Linked DNA regions of Mus musculus: regions 1 and 2 are each linked to region 3. A link is a contact called in public HiChIP or PLAC-seq data. All regions are on one chromosome and are shown on one strand. Each heading gives the region's core, a stretch centred on a gene start, on an enhancer-like site or on the middle of the called end of the contact. The rest is flanking DNA. Distances are from core to core; before and after follow the strand shown.

What was found. HiChIP or PLAC-seq counts read pairs in DNA pulled down with a chosen protein or histone mark.
Region 1: a contact with region 3 is called in an H3K4me3 HiChIP or PLAC-seq map of the 230-238 cell line, with 17 read pairs. The contact joins the enhancer-like site here to the promoter of Epdr1 in region 3. A contact is called at or near these places in 2 of 39 promoter capture datasets (the HPC-7 cell line and the SN4741 cell line), 2 of 484 Hi-C or Micro-C datasets (embryonic stem cells and nephron progenitors) and 15 of 115 datasets of contacts at active chromatin or transcription factors (the 230-238 cell line, bone marrow-derived macrophages, embryonic forebrain and 4 more).
Region 2: an H3K4me3 HiChIP or PLAC-seq map of forebrain shows a contact between it and region 3, with 2.8 times the contacts expected there. The contact joins the enhancer-like site here to the promoter of Epdr1 in region 3. A contact is called at or near these places in 13 of 39 promoter capture datasets (the 3T3-L1 cell line, 3T3-L1-derived adipocytes, the HPC-7 cell line and 6 more), 4 of 484 Hi-C or Micro-C datasets (cerebral cortex, cumulus cells, frontal cortex and 1 more) and 17 of 115 datasets of contacts at active chromatin or transcription factors (the 230-238 cell line, astrocytes, bone marrow-derived macrophages and 9 more).

What each region holds. Positions count from the first base shown.
Region 1 is chr13:19,410,486-19,414,582 of GRCm38.p6, forward strand. All of the region lies in intron 1 of Gm40827 (a long non-coding RNA gene), which reads left to right. It also overlaps the pseudogene Gm18131. Among named protein-coding and RNA genes, the nearest start is that of Gm40827, 17 kb to the left of the region's middle. Within about 2 kb of position 2,301, at least 12 of the 459 cell types and tissues checked have an H3K27ac peak or open chromatin away from gene starts, as enhancers often do. A contact at or near this core is called in the 230-238 cell line, where this site is marked.
Region 2 is chr13:19,436,788-19,440,491 of GRCm38.p6, forward strand. No RefSeq gene overlaps it. Among named protein-coding and RNA genes, the nearest start is that of Gm40827, 43 kb to the left of the region's middle. Within about 2 kb of position 1,429, at least 6 of the 459 cell types and tissues checked have an H3K27ac peak or open chromatin away from gene starts, as enhancers often do. A contact at or near this core is called in forebrain, where this site is marked.
Region 3 is chr13:19,617,724-19,621,699 of GRCm38.p6, forward strand. It overlaps Epdr1 (ependymin related protein 1 (zebrafish)), which reads right to left and starts at 2,107. Exons shown (of 3, transcript NM_134065.4): 1 at 1,571-2,107. The coding sequence starts at 1,839.

The DNA.
Region 1 (4,097 bases), core at 1,051-3,550, 210 kb before region 3:
CTATAAATGACTATTTACTTATTTATTCTTGTCCATGTTTGCTTATTCTTCTTGACTTGGAGACAGTGAAAGTGAACTTGTAAGCCCCTAGTTCAAGGTTGTGTTGGTGATCATGACTGTCTAGCACCATACTTCCCCAAGATAAGATCACATAGAGCTGAGAAAGACTATGTCTCATTCACACAGCACAGATCATTTTCATCCAGGAAGAGTGAATAGATCAGGAAGTGAGAACCCAGGCAGAGTCCTAGGAAACATCACCATCTGAAGGACAGACAGAAGCGTAAGACATCAAGAAGCCAAGAGAATATGGACTTAAATCGGAGGAGACTGTGTAGAGTAGCCACAGATGGTATGGGAAAACAGTGCCTTGAGGGATGGAGTGAGGTGGACTTTAACTCAGAACAAGTCAGATAAGAGCAAAATGGATGAGAATACAAGGGTAGGAACAGTGACATAGTCGACAAATATTTACTTAAGGAGACCAAGAGTAAAGTCGGTAGCAATAGCCTTAGCCTTTGATTTGAAGCATAAGAAAACAAGTAGAAAATGGAGAAAGACAAGCATTATCAGAAAGGCCTTGAGAAGAGTCAGTGAATCCTTGAGGGCAGCCTTGATTGAATGGAGCATGGAAACACATGTGTCAGAGAAATCAGTAAATGGCACATGGTGCCACATGTTTAAAAAATCAGTCCAATTCTGAGAGTGCTTGCCGTGGATGATCTGATGAGGGAAGGAAGGAAAAAAAGGGTTTGTTCCAGCATTTTCCATGCCTTTCTTCTATTAATTTGCAATTAAAATAGTTTTAGGAGTTTGTCTAGAAGAACAACCCTTCAATTATGAAGTAATAGGCAAACTACAAAGGCATATTACAACTTAGTTTCCACAAAAATTATGTTCTTTATATAAATAATGTTTAAACATGAGGATTGCTAGTTTCAACTTAAAAAAGAAAGAAAGGAAAGAAGGAAGGAAGGAAGGAAGGAAGGAAGGAAGGAAGGAAGGAAGGGAGGGAGGGAGGGAGGGAGGGAGGGAGGGAGGAACGAAGGAAGGAAGGAAGGAAGGAAGGAAGGAAAAAGAAAGAAAATGACACTTCTGGAAAGAATGTGACCATGAAAGGACATTGGGAGGTGGAGAATCCATGCTATCAGACAATGGATTCTAAAACAAAATGAGACATTTGGGTCTACTCTGAGTGGATTTTGAATGCTAATTTATTCATTATAGTGAATAGGATGGAACACCCTAAAAAGCTCATTGAAAAGTCTGATTCAGATGCAGCAAATTATCTCTAAGAAGTTGAAAACACAAAGAAAATAAAATTTATGATCCCATAGCTAATGTTGGGACTTGGTAGAACTTTGCCAACCCCAGTAATCAGTGAATTTGGTCATTTCCATCCTGTTCCCTCCAAACATGAGGGATTCAGTTGCATTTTGGTGAAACCGTTTAGCTCAATGTGGTCTCTCTTGTAGCTCAGGACCACAACTCCAGTGAGAATTCACTCCTGCTCCACTGAGTGAGTCAAGACGGCCAGGAAGGAGGCCCCCTTCTGCCACCATGACTCACCATGCGTGAGACTGAGCTGGTGACCTAGGTCGGGAGCCACTGTCTCTCCCTTACATGTGGACTCACTGCTAGCCAAAGTTGGTTAGACCACCAATTCCACATGTCAAATTAGGCCTTTGCATTGCAAAGTACCAAGGAGTCACCTAGAGGTCACGGGTCTCTTCTTCCCAGCTATACTTATAAAGTTTTCACACAATGTTTATTTTGGCAGGAAAAATCTTCTGAAGGTTCTCGTGGTAATGTATGAGGAAGGGCCAAAATAATGGTGGCATATCCAGGAAACCTTTACCATTGTCATGGTTGTTTTCAAAGAAAATTATCCTCATTGCTTTTTTCTCTTATTGAGAATTTCTAGTTTTGTTGTAAGCTTGCTGTGGTGACAGAATTTAAGTAAATATAAATTTAAGTTAGTAATTCCTGATTTTTGATAGCCCTATGTTGGTGGAAAGTTTCTCCATAAAATTATGTCCTTCATAATGCTCCTTGGAAAGCAGATAAATCAATCATACAGGCAGGCACCAATAAGTGCTCAGCACTTGTTGGTAAACCTGGCTTTTTGTTAAGTAGGGGCTGGCAGAGTTTCTGAGGTTTTTATTTGTTAGTTTGTTTGGAGTGTGTGTGTGTGTGTGTGTGTGTGTATGTGAAGACAGTCTGTTTAGAAGTTTAGTGATGAGTCAGAACCTGGACCAGCTGTGGCTGCTCAATTCTTCCGTAGCTCACTTAGTCTCCCTTTTGCCTCTGAAACATGGTCTCTGGTGTGACTGTCTCTAATGGTGTCATCAAGGTATTCAATGACACGGAAGTGAAGACATCAAAAAGGCAGTGAGTGTTCTTCTGCCTGAGTGAGGGCAAGCAGATCCTGGTAGGAGATGCAGGGCAAACTGTGGATGTCCCCTACACCACTTTTATCAAGATGCTGCCAGACAAGGATTGCCACTAGGCTCTCTAAGATGCAACTTACATGACCAAGGAGAACTAGAAGGAGGACCTGGTGTTCATCTTCTGAACCCTTGGGAATGCACCCTTTAAGAGCAAAATGATCTATGCCAATTCCAAGGATGTCATCAAGACAAAGCTAACAGGAATCAAGCATGAATTGGAAGCTAACTGCTACCAGGGATGGCTACACAGAACTGCTGCACCCTGGCTGAAAAACTAGTAACAGCTCTTGCTTTCTGGAGGACAAGCCTTTGGCAACAGCCTCTAGCCTGGACTATCTAGCAGTCCCAGACCTTCCCATGGGGATTGCAGGCTGCCCCTTTCCTGCCAGTTCTAGCTTTCCCAAAGTGATTTTGATCTTCTGATTCCTCTTGGGTGGAAGCGGACCAAGTCCCTCTACAGGCACTCAGTTTAGGAAGAGCCTGTAACTTTCTAACAGCATCCTTACATCCCTCCCCATCGCAGGCTGCCAACTCCTAACCACAACAGTGATTCTGCTTGTCCATTTAGTTCTGTGTGTAGATGAAATGTGGAAATGAGCCTCCCTATGGCAGCTGGGTGCCCCCCCCCCTTGATCTTGGTCATTCATGGAAGTAGGGTCAGTAAGGGATCTTCAATAAAACAAAACAAAATGGAAACAATAAAGGCTAATTAACAAAGGAAAAGAAGTTTAGGGGAAAGGAGATTAGAGGTGTATCCCTCTCTCTTTTACTCCCCCTCCACTCACAACCTCTCCTCCACCCAGTACCTTTGTCATAGAAGAAAGAAAAAAACAAAAACAATGAAGAAAGCATAGTTTCTAGTATATCTGGCTCACAGCTGTTGTCAATGTTGAAGTCAATGGAGCCCAACCATATTGAGGTGCTTTTGTTCTTTGCTGAGTTGTAGGAATTCTTTGTGTATTTTGGCACTAGATCCTAGTAAGGTATATGATTTGCAAATATTTTCTCTATTGCAGTATATGTATTCACCCTGTTAGTATTTTCCTTTGATGTGCAAATTTAAAAGGCCTAACCTTTTGCTTTTATTTCCTATGATTTTTTTTATAGAAGAAAATAAAAATTACAAAATCCAGTATCATAAAATTTGTACCTATGCCAGATTTAGGTGGAATATTTCTATTTTTAATCTGTTGCTAGTTTTAATACACATCATATCTTGCATGTCTACTGTTTTGCAAGCTGCTACCAGATTTTCCCACTACACCTTCCTTAATCCATGCATTTTCCCACTACACCTTAATCCGTGCAACCATTTCTTTGTGTACTTTGTTGCTTTGGTCCATGATCTTGGAACACCAACCTCATAGTTGCTTTTTTTTCCTCAGATCTTTACTATTCTAGTGATCCCACTACCTCTCTTTCTGCGGTATTGGTTTTGATTATTCTAGTTTTGTAATGTTTCAGTCAGCTCTTTTAATTCTGTTTGTTTTTTGGTTTGTTTTTTAGCATAATGTGAGCTGTTTATGGTATCTCGCTACTTCATATGAGTTTTAGGGTTGCTTTACATAGTTATGAAAAAGAAGTGTCATTGACATTTTATGAAGATTGTGCTGACTCTGAAAACCCCACTAAGGACCGTGGGTCCAG
Region 2 (3,704 bases), core at 179-2,678, 180 kb before region 3:
AAAATGGATCAATGGATATAGAAAAATAAAAATATCAATACCAGTACTTGATACTGAATACTGAATTTGCTAAATGCTGTAGGTTTGCCTTAAAACATTTTACTTGCTATGCTAGCTTGCTCTTGAGCTCTCTGGTATTTGTCTTTAAGTTAAGCTTCATTGGTATGTCAGTAAATCATAGCTCCTATATTATTATGTTTTATCGTCATAATATATTTCTAAAGTGTATTTCAATGCTAAATTATATTTTCTGTCTTGGAATAAACAGATATAGCAAAGAAAAACACAGAAATAAACTTTGAGCAGAGCCATAATGTAAAGATTATAATGAAAACAACCTCCAGAGACCAGACTGGAACATGCATGAAAGGAGAAGAAAATAAACAGGGGTTGGCATGGAGCGTGCATGGGCTCCCACCAGAAAGCCTCCACTGGTTTGCTTCTTATTAGGAGAAACTGTGTCAGAAGGTCTTCAGTGTTTTAAGAGAAGCAAGCAACACAATTTAAAAAGTATTATGCATAAGCATACATGAGAGAGAGGGAGGGAGAGGGAGAGGGAGAGGGAGAGGGAGAGGGAGAGGGAGAGGGAGAGGGAGAGGGAGAGGGAGAGGGAGAGGGAGAGGGAGAGGGAGAGGGAGAGGGAGAGGGAGAGGGAGAGGGAGAGGGAGAGGGAGAGAGTTGTGGTGGAATATGCCTGCCACCATGGATGTAAAGCCGAGAGCAACTTTTTGGAATCCATTCTTTAGTCTTTCCTCCTACCTTTTTATGGGTCCTGAGAATGGAACTTAGCTCCTAAGACTTTCATGGAAGATGTCTTTACTTGCTGTGACACAAAAGATCTCGGGATATACTTTACTTCAAGGATGCTTGACAGTGTGGAACACACACACACAGTGTGGAACACACACACACACACACACACACACACACACACACACACACACGACACATAATAGTTTTATAATATAGAAGTTTCTGATTTTAAATGAAAAGTTTGAAAACACAAAGAGTTGATGAAAACATGGCCCAGATCTGGGCATTCAATGTCTTCAGTCAGATAAATGCCCACTTTGAAGGTAAAGTGAAACACTATCCCCTGTAAAGCATGGGAACACTGAAGAAGAGAGTGAGGCGTATGTAGGACCCAGAAGACAGGGTGAAAGGTTTCAAAAAGCCACTATGTCACGCAACGATTCCACGTATTAACTCACAATAGCTGTAGTTTCCTGCACTGGGCACACACAACACTGGCCCTAGGAGTAATAAGCCAAGTGGGAGGGGGAGCTCACGGGCCCCTATCCCTAGCTCTAAGCTAAGCTGTTGGTAGGTTCTGGGGGGGAAGACGCACTATCTTCAGTTCTGTGCCCTGCTCCGAAATACGGCTCCGAGCCATGATCACATAGCCCCGAGTCAGCTTCAGCTGTCATAAAGCAAACGAAATAGTCATGGCCACTGTGACGCCATGATCTGTGCAGGAGGGGTTCGAGTGAAGCGGGTAGGAACTGTGTTCAGGTGTGAATTGTATAAAAACAGATTTAATTGATAATAAAAGATAGAATAAAACCTTTTGGTGACTGCCACCTAGTGGTAAAAACTATAATTAAAAGACAAAAATCACCTTTTCTAATGTAATGCTAAATATTTAATGATGATAGATATACCCTGACTGGATTTTTTTAAACTAATTAATCATTAATGAAATTTGCTAGCTTTGGAAACCTCTTTAGTCACATGAAGTGGTGTCACACTTGTCCTAGTTCATTTTGGCACCTTGTCGCATCTGGGAATAGGGCAATTCAATTTCCTCTAACAGACCGGTCTGCACACACGTCTATGGAACATTTTCTTGATTGCTAGTTGATGTAGGAGGACTGAGTCCACTGTGGACATGCCATCTCGAGGCCGCTGGGCCAAGGCTATATAAGAAAGTAGCTGAGGTCGCCATCTGGGTTCCGGGACTCCGCGGGACCTAGGAAATTAGTCTGAACAGGTCAGAGGGTGTGCCAGAGAACCGGACAGCTTCTGGGACAGGCAGAAGCACAGAGCCGCTGAGGCAGCACCCTTGGCGGGCCGCAGACAGCCGGCCACTGTCCGGACCAGAGGACAGGTGTCCGCCTGGCTTGGGAGGCGGCCTCAGCCTCAGCAGCAGCGGTCCCCATCCCGGTCGCCATCTGGGTTCCGGGACTCCGCGGGACCTAAGAAATTAGTCTGAACAGGTTAGAGGGTGCGCCAGAGAACCGGACTGCTTCTGGGACAGGCAGAAGCACAGAGCCGCTGAGGCAGTACCCTTTGCAGGCTGCAGACAGCCGGCCACCATCCGGACCAGAGGACAGGTGTCCGCCTGGCTTGGGAGGCGGCCTCAGCCTCAGCAGCAGCGGTCGCCATCCCGGTCGCCATCTGGGTTCCGGGACTCCAAGGGACCTAGGAAATTAGTCTGAACAGGTTAGAGGGTGCGCCAGAGAACCAGACAGCTTCTGGGACAGGCAGAAGCACAGAGCCGCTGAGGCAGTACCCTTTGCAGGCTGCAGACAGCCGGCCACCGTCCGGACCAGAGGACAGGTGTCCGCCTGGCTCGGGAGGCGGCCTCAGCCGCAGGAGCAGTGGTCGCCATCTTGGTTCCAGGACTCCCTGGAACTTAGGAATTTAGTCTGCACAGGCAAGAGTCTGCACCACAGAAGCTAACAGCTTCTGGGAACTGCCAAAGCAACACATCTTCTGAGAGAGGCCCTGTTTTGGGCCTTCTTCTTCGACCAGGAGGAGGTCCAAAAACAAGATATCTGCGCACCTTCCCTGTAAGAGAGCTTGTCAGCAGAGAGTGCTCTGAGCACTGAAACTCAAAGGAGAGAATCTGTCTCCCAGGTCTGCTGAGAGACGGTAACAGAATCACCAGAAGAACAATCTCTAAACAGAGTCAACTATAACTACTAACTCCAGAGATTACCAGATGGCGAAAGGTAAACGTAGGAATCCTACTAACAGAAACCAAGACCACTCACCACCATCAGAACCCAGCACTCCCACTTCGCCCAGTCCAGGGCACCCCAACACACCCGAAAACCTAGACCTAGATTTAAAAGCATATCTCATGATGATGGTAGAGGACATCAAGAAGGACTTTAATAAATCACTTAAAGAAATACAGGAGAACACTGCTAAAGAGTTACAAGTCCTTAAAGAAAAACAGGAAAACACAATCAAACAGGTAGAAGTCCTTACAGAAAAAGAGGAAAAAACATACAAACAGGTGATGGAAATGAACAAAACCATACTAGACCTAAAAAGGGAAGTAGACACAATAAAGAAAACTCAAAGTGAGGCAACACTGGAGATAGAAACCCTAGGAAAGAAATCTGGAACCATAGATTTGAGCATCAGCAACAGAATACAAGAGATGGAAGAGAGAATCTCAGGTGCAGAAGATTCCATAGAGAACATCGGCACAACAATCAAAGAAAATGGAAAATGCAAAAAGATCCTAACTCAAAATATCCAGGAAATCCAGGACACAATGAGAAGACCAAACCTACGGATAATAGGAGTGGATGAGAATGAAGATTTTCAACTCAAAGGACCAGCAAACATCTTCAACAAAATTATTGAAGAAAACTTCCCAAATATAAAGAAAGAGATACCTATGAACATACAAGAAGCCTACAGAACTCCAAATAGACTGGACCAGAAAAGAAACTCCTCCCGACACATAA
Region 3 (3,976 bases), core at 857-3,356:
CTAATGTAAAGCTGTCCCTCTATATTCAAGGAGGGTTGGATCCAGTGCCTCTATGGATAACAAAATCCATGGATGCCCTTGTCCTTGATCTAAGAGTGACAAAAAACTGCATGCAGCTTACAAACACCCTTCCATATATGGGTTGTTCAGTATAACAAATATAATATAAATGTTATTCAAATAAGTTCTGTATTGTTTAACAAGCAATGACAAGAAAAATAGTATGGATGTGCTTAGTACATGCAATATGATTTCACATATTTTCTATCCATGGTTTGTTGAATCCTCAAAAGCAGAAAAAAAATCCAAGAGTACAGTGAGTCTCCTGCATTTGGTAATGGGTGGTCTCACACTCTGATTAGGTGGTTCAGAAAGTTGTCTTTCCCCTACTTTAATCAAGAAGCCCAACACTTCCAATGGTTTTTTGGTGAAACGGTGTTACCAAGCTTTGTTTTGTGCTGGGAGCTAGTGGTTCTTATTCATCACCAATCTTACCAGGACCATCGTATCTCCTCCTGGTGCAAATGCCATGAAGAGATGTCAGTGTGACTGCATGACACACACTGGACATTAGTGGAGGGCTGAGCCACCGAGACAGGTGGTGATCTTAAATTAGAAAGTAGGTCTTAAAGAGACCAGAAACAAGGTGACATTCTAAAAAAGTATGTCCTCTATCAACACAAAATGGAAAGCTAAATTGACTACCATTGGTTTGCTTGTGTGTGTGTATGTAAATGTGCACGCATTTGTGTTGAGCATGTGTGTGACAGATAGCATGCCCTCCCATTTTGCAATTTCTGTGGTCATTAAAAATAGGTTTTAAAAAAACCTAATAAACTGAGAAGAGAGAAGGATACGTAAAATTGGGATTTTAAGGTGGGAATGTATGTGCCCCAGCGTCTATTCTAAGGTGGCAGTATATGTATCTAACAGATGTTTTAAGGAGAAAGTATATGTGTTCTAATGGGAGTTTTAACTAGTTTTTCAAAAGAGAAAATCCTCAAGATGGAAACAAACATGGTCAGATTGTAATAGGGTAATGAGCTGGGAGGAGCTTTTAAAAATCATTTCCCATGCCTTTTACAGTGTTGTACTTAGAGCCACATGTCAGAAGAGAGAGAGTGAACCGACTCTAAGTTGTCCTCTGGCCTCCACACAGGCAACACACACACACACACACACACACACACACACACAGAGACACACACACACTGTGATTTAAAATGTTTTCATTGTAAACAAAAATTTTAGAGAATATTGTGTTTGTCCCTTCTACACAAAAAACACGCCCTAGACTGCAGGGGACTCCAGGTGCCAGAAGCCTGACTCAGCAGTTAAGACATGAGGCTAACTTGGACTTAGAATGCCTGGCTTTTCCATCTTGCCCTTGGAGAGTCCTTTCTTTGCCTGCCTCTACCTCAGTGGTCAGACCAAGCGGATCCCAAGGCCCCCTATAACTTAATTGGGGATCGGGAGGGGCCGGGAGCTGCTGGGGGTCTAGCTGGAGTAGCAAGCCCCCGCCCGAGCTGGCGTTCCCCTGGCCGCCGTCTTGCCCTTCCAAGCTGCCTACCTCTTGCAGGGGATCAGCGCTTTCCTCTCGTCCAGCACCCGCACGCGCTGGTTGAGACCATCGTAGGACACCAGGGCGCGGTTGTTGTGCCCGCTGCTCTGCTGGTACAGAACCTGGCGTCCCTCCCACTGCTGGGGTGCCTGGCATGGCTGTGGGGTTCCCAGGGAGCCCGCCATCCCCAGGCCGCACAGCACCCAGACCCAGAGGCTTCCCAGCAGCCAGGTCCCCCGAGGCCCCTGGACCAGGCGGCGGGGAGCGCGCGCGGGCATCGTGATCTGCCGCCCCAGGGTCAGCCGAGCTCCAGAGAGAGCCGAGGCCCTGCGTTGGACTAGTCGCGTGAGCCTTCTCTGCGCCCTGGCGAAAGGTGTGCTCCGGGACCCAGTTCAGGCCTCTCTCGATTTTCCGTTCCACAGGCTCCTGGCTTGGGGGCTCCGGACACCGGGACACCGGCCTGGGAAAGCCGCGTGAATCGCCCCAGCTCTTTCTGCTCTGGCGGAGGCTTACCAAAGCTTGTTTTTCCTGCTCTCTGCTGCCAACAGGAAACGCAGCGGCAGTGATGCCACTAGCATCCTAAAGGGCATCGCACTTAAAGGGTTTGGGATGGAAGGGGTAATTCTCTGAGAAGGGACTCCTTTCTCCAAGAACTGCAACCCCCCTCAAGGAGGACAGGAGCAGAGCAGAGGTGTGGCACATTCTCTGGCTGCTGTAATTTGTTTCTTGGTAAAATCGTGACTTTTTTTTTTTTTTTTTTTTTTTTACAAATTAAAAGTGTTACAATGGTCCCTTCCTGAAGAAATGACACTAAATTTCTGTGGTGTTCGTTGTGCAGTTTCCAATCTCAGGCCTGAGTCTCAATTCAGTGAGATTCCTCTCTCCTACACGTCAAAGCTTCAAGTCCAGAGGTTTGTGTTTTTAGAGGTTTACTTTAGTGTATGTGTGTGTGTGTGTGTGTGTGTGTGTGTGTGTTTAAGTAATGGTAGGATTAATAATAATATAGAAACAAGATGAGATGAGGCAATTTTTTAAAGACCCTTGCTTTACAATGTTATTTACATTTCCACTTAATACCTACTATGAAGAAGAGTGAGCCAAGAGGAAATGGTTTGGGGCATTTCTGAGTGAGGTCAAAAGAACTCCAGGATTGGAGCCCAAGCAAGTATCTGTAAGACAATCAGGAGCCTGATCATTTAGGGCCTTAAAAGCTGTTGAGTGTTTTGTTGTTGATATCGAGGACTGTGAGAGCCACAAGCCCACAAAAAGCCAGGGACAACCCTCATAAGCGATGTATATTAGAAAGCTCACTCGGCTAGCACAGGAAGAAAATGCAGTGTCAGACAGAGTGGCAGGGTATCAGGGCAGAAGCTGCTACACTACAAGCCAGCTGTAGAGTAGCTGAGTGACAGCAATGGGGATGGGTAGGGTGGAATGGAGCTTGAAATTACAAAGAAAGATTGAAGTTGGAGGCAGGGGGTTCTGATTTGGGTAAATGAGAGGAAGGAAGGAAAGAAGGAAAGAAGGAAGGAAGGAAGGAAGGAAGGAAGGAAGGAAGGAAGGAAGGAAGGAAGGAAGGAAAATTGTAGTTCAGCCAGTTAGCTTTGAGATGACTGGGGAATATCTAGGTAGAGACAACCAAAGACAGTTCTGCATGGCTTGAGCATGCAGTGCCCAAGTCTTAGATTCGGAAGCCACAGGCATAGAAAGGGTCACTGAAGAGAATTTGAGATGGATGGATGGATGGATGGATGATTCTTGCCACCCCCCTCCCAGGGATATTTGACAAGGAACTCTCCAACCTACGTTTCAAAAGTCCTGAGAATGAGGAAACTTGGAGTTGACGGGAGAGGGAAGACTGAGGTGAAAGCTAGGGTCAAAATCCTGAGAGCAGCAGGCATGTAGGAGGGGAGAAAGGAAGAATAGGGAGCCCAAATGGGAGTCACCCCAGAGAAGCACCCAACTAGAGGACAATGGCTTTAGTGCTAAAGCTGCAAGCCTTTTGGGAGGGCAGGAAGAGGAAGGACAATTGACAAGAATTTTCGGACAAGTCCCTCTGCTCTGTATAACATTATGAAAAACAGGGACAGACTGACTATCGGTGGGCCTGATAGGTAGAGTTCCACATTGAAGGTAGCTTCCTTAGGCTGAGTGTGAACTTGGAGTGAGCGCAACAATGAGCTCTACCCCTCTGTCCCAAATTCCTGTCTTAATAGTTTCCTTCTTTTAGTTCTTTTCTTGTTTTCATTTAGTGTTGGGAGGAACCTAGGGTCTCATCTATACTGGGTTGGAGAAAGAGGTGGGAAGTTTTTATCCCTCTGTCTGTCTCTGTCTCTGTCCTTCTGTCTTTCTATACCCCCTCTCTTCTCATTAGAAAGTTAATCTAATGATCTTTTTTGCTCAGTGTGTGTGGTG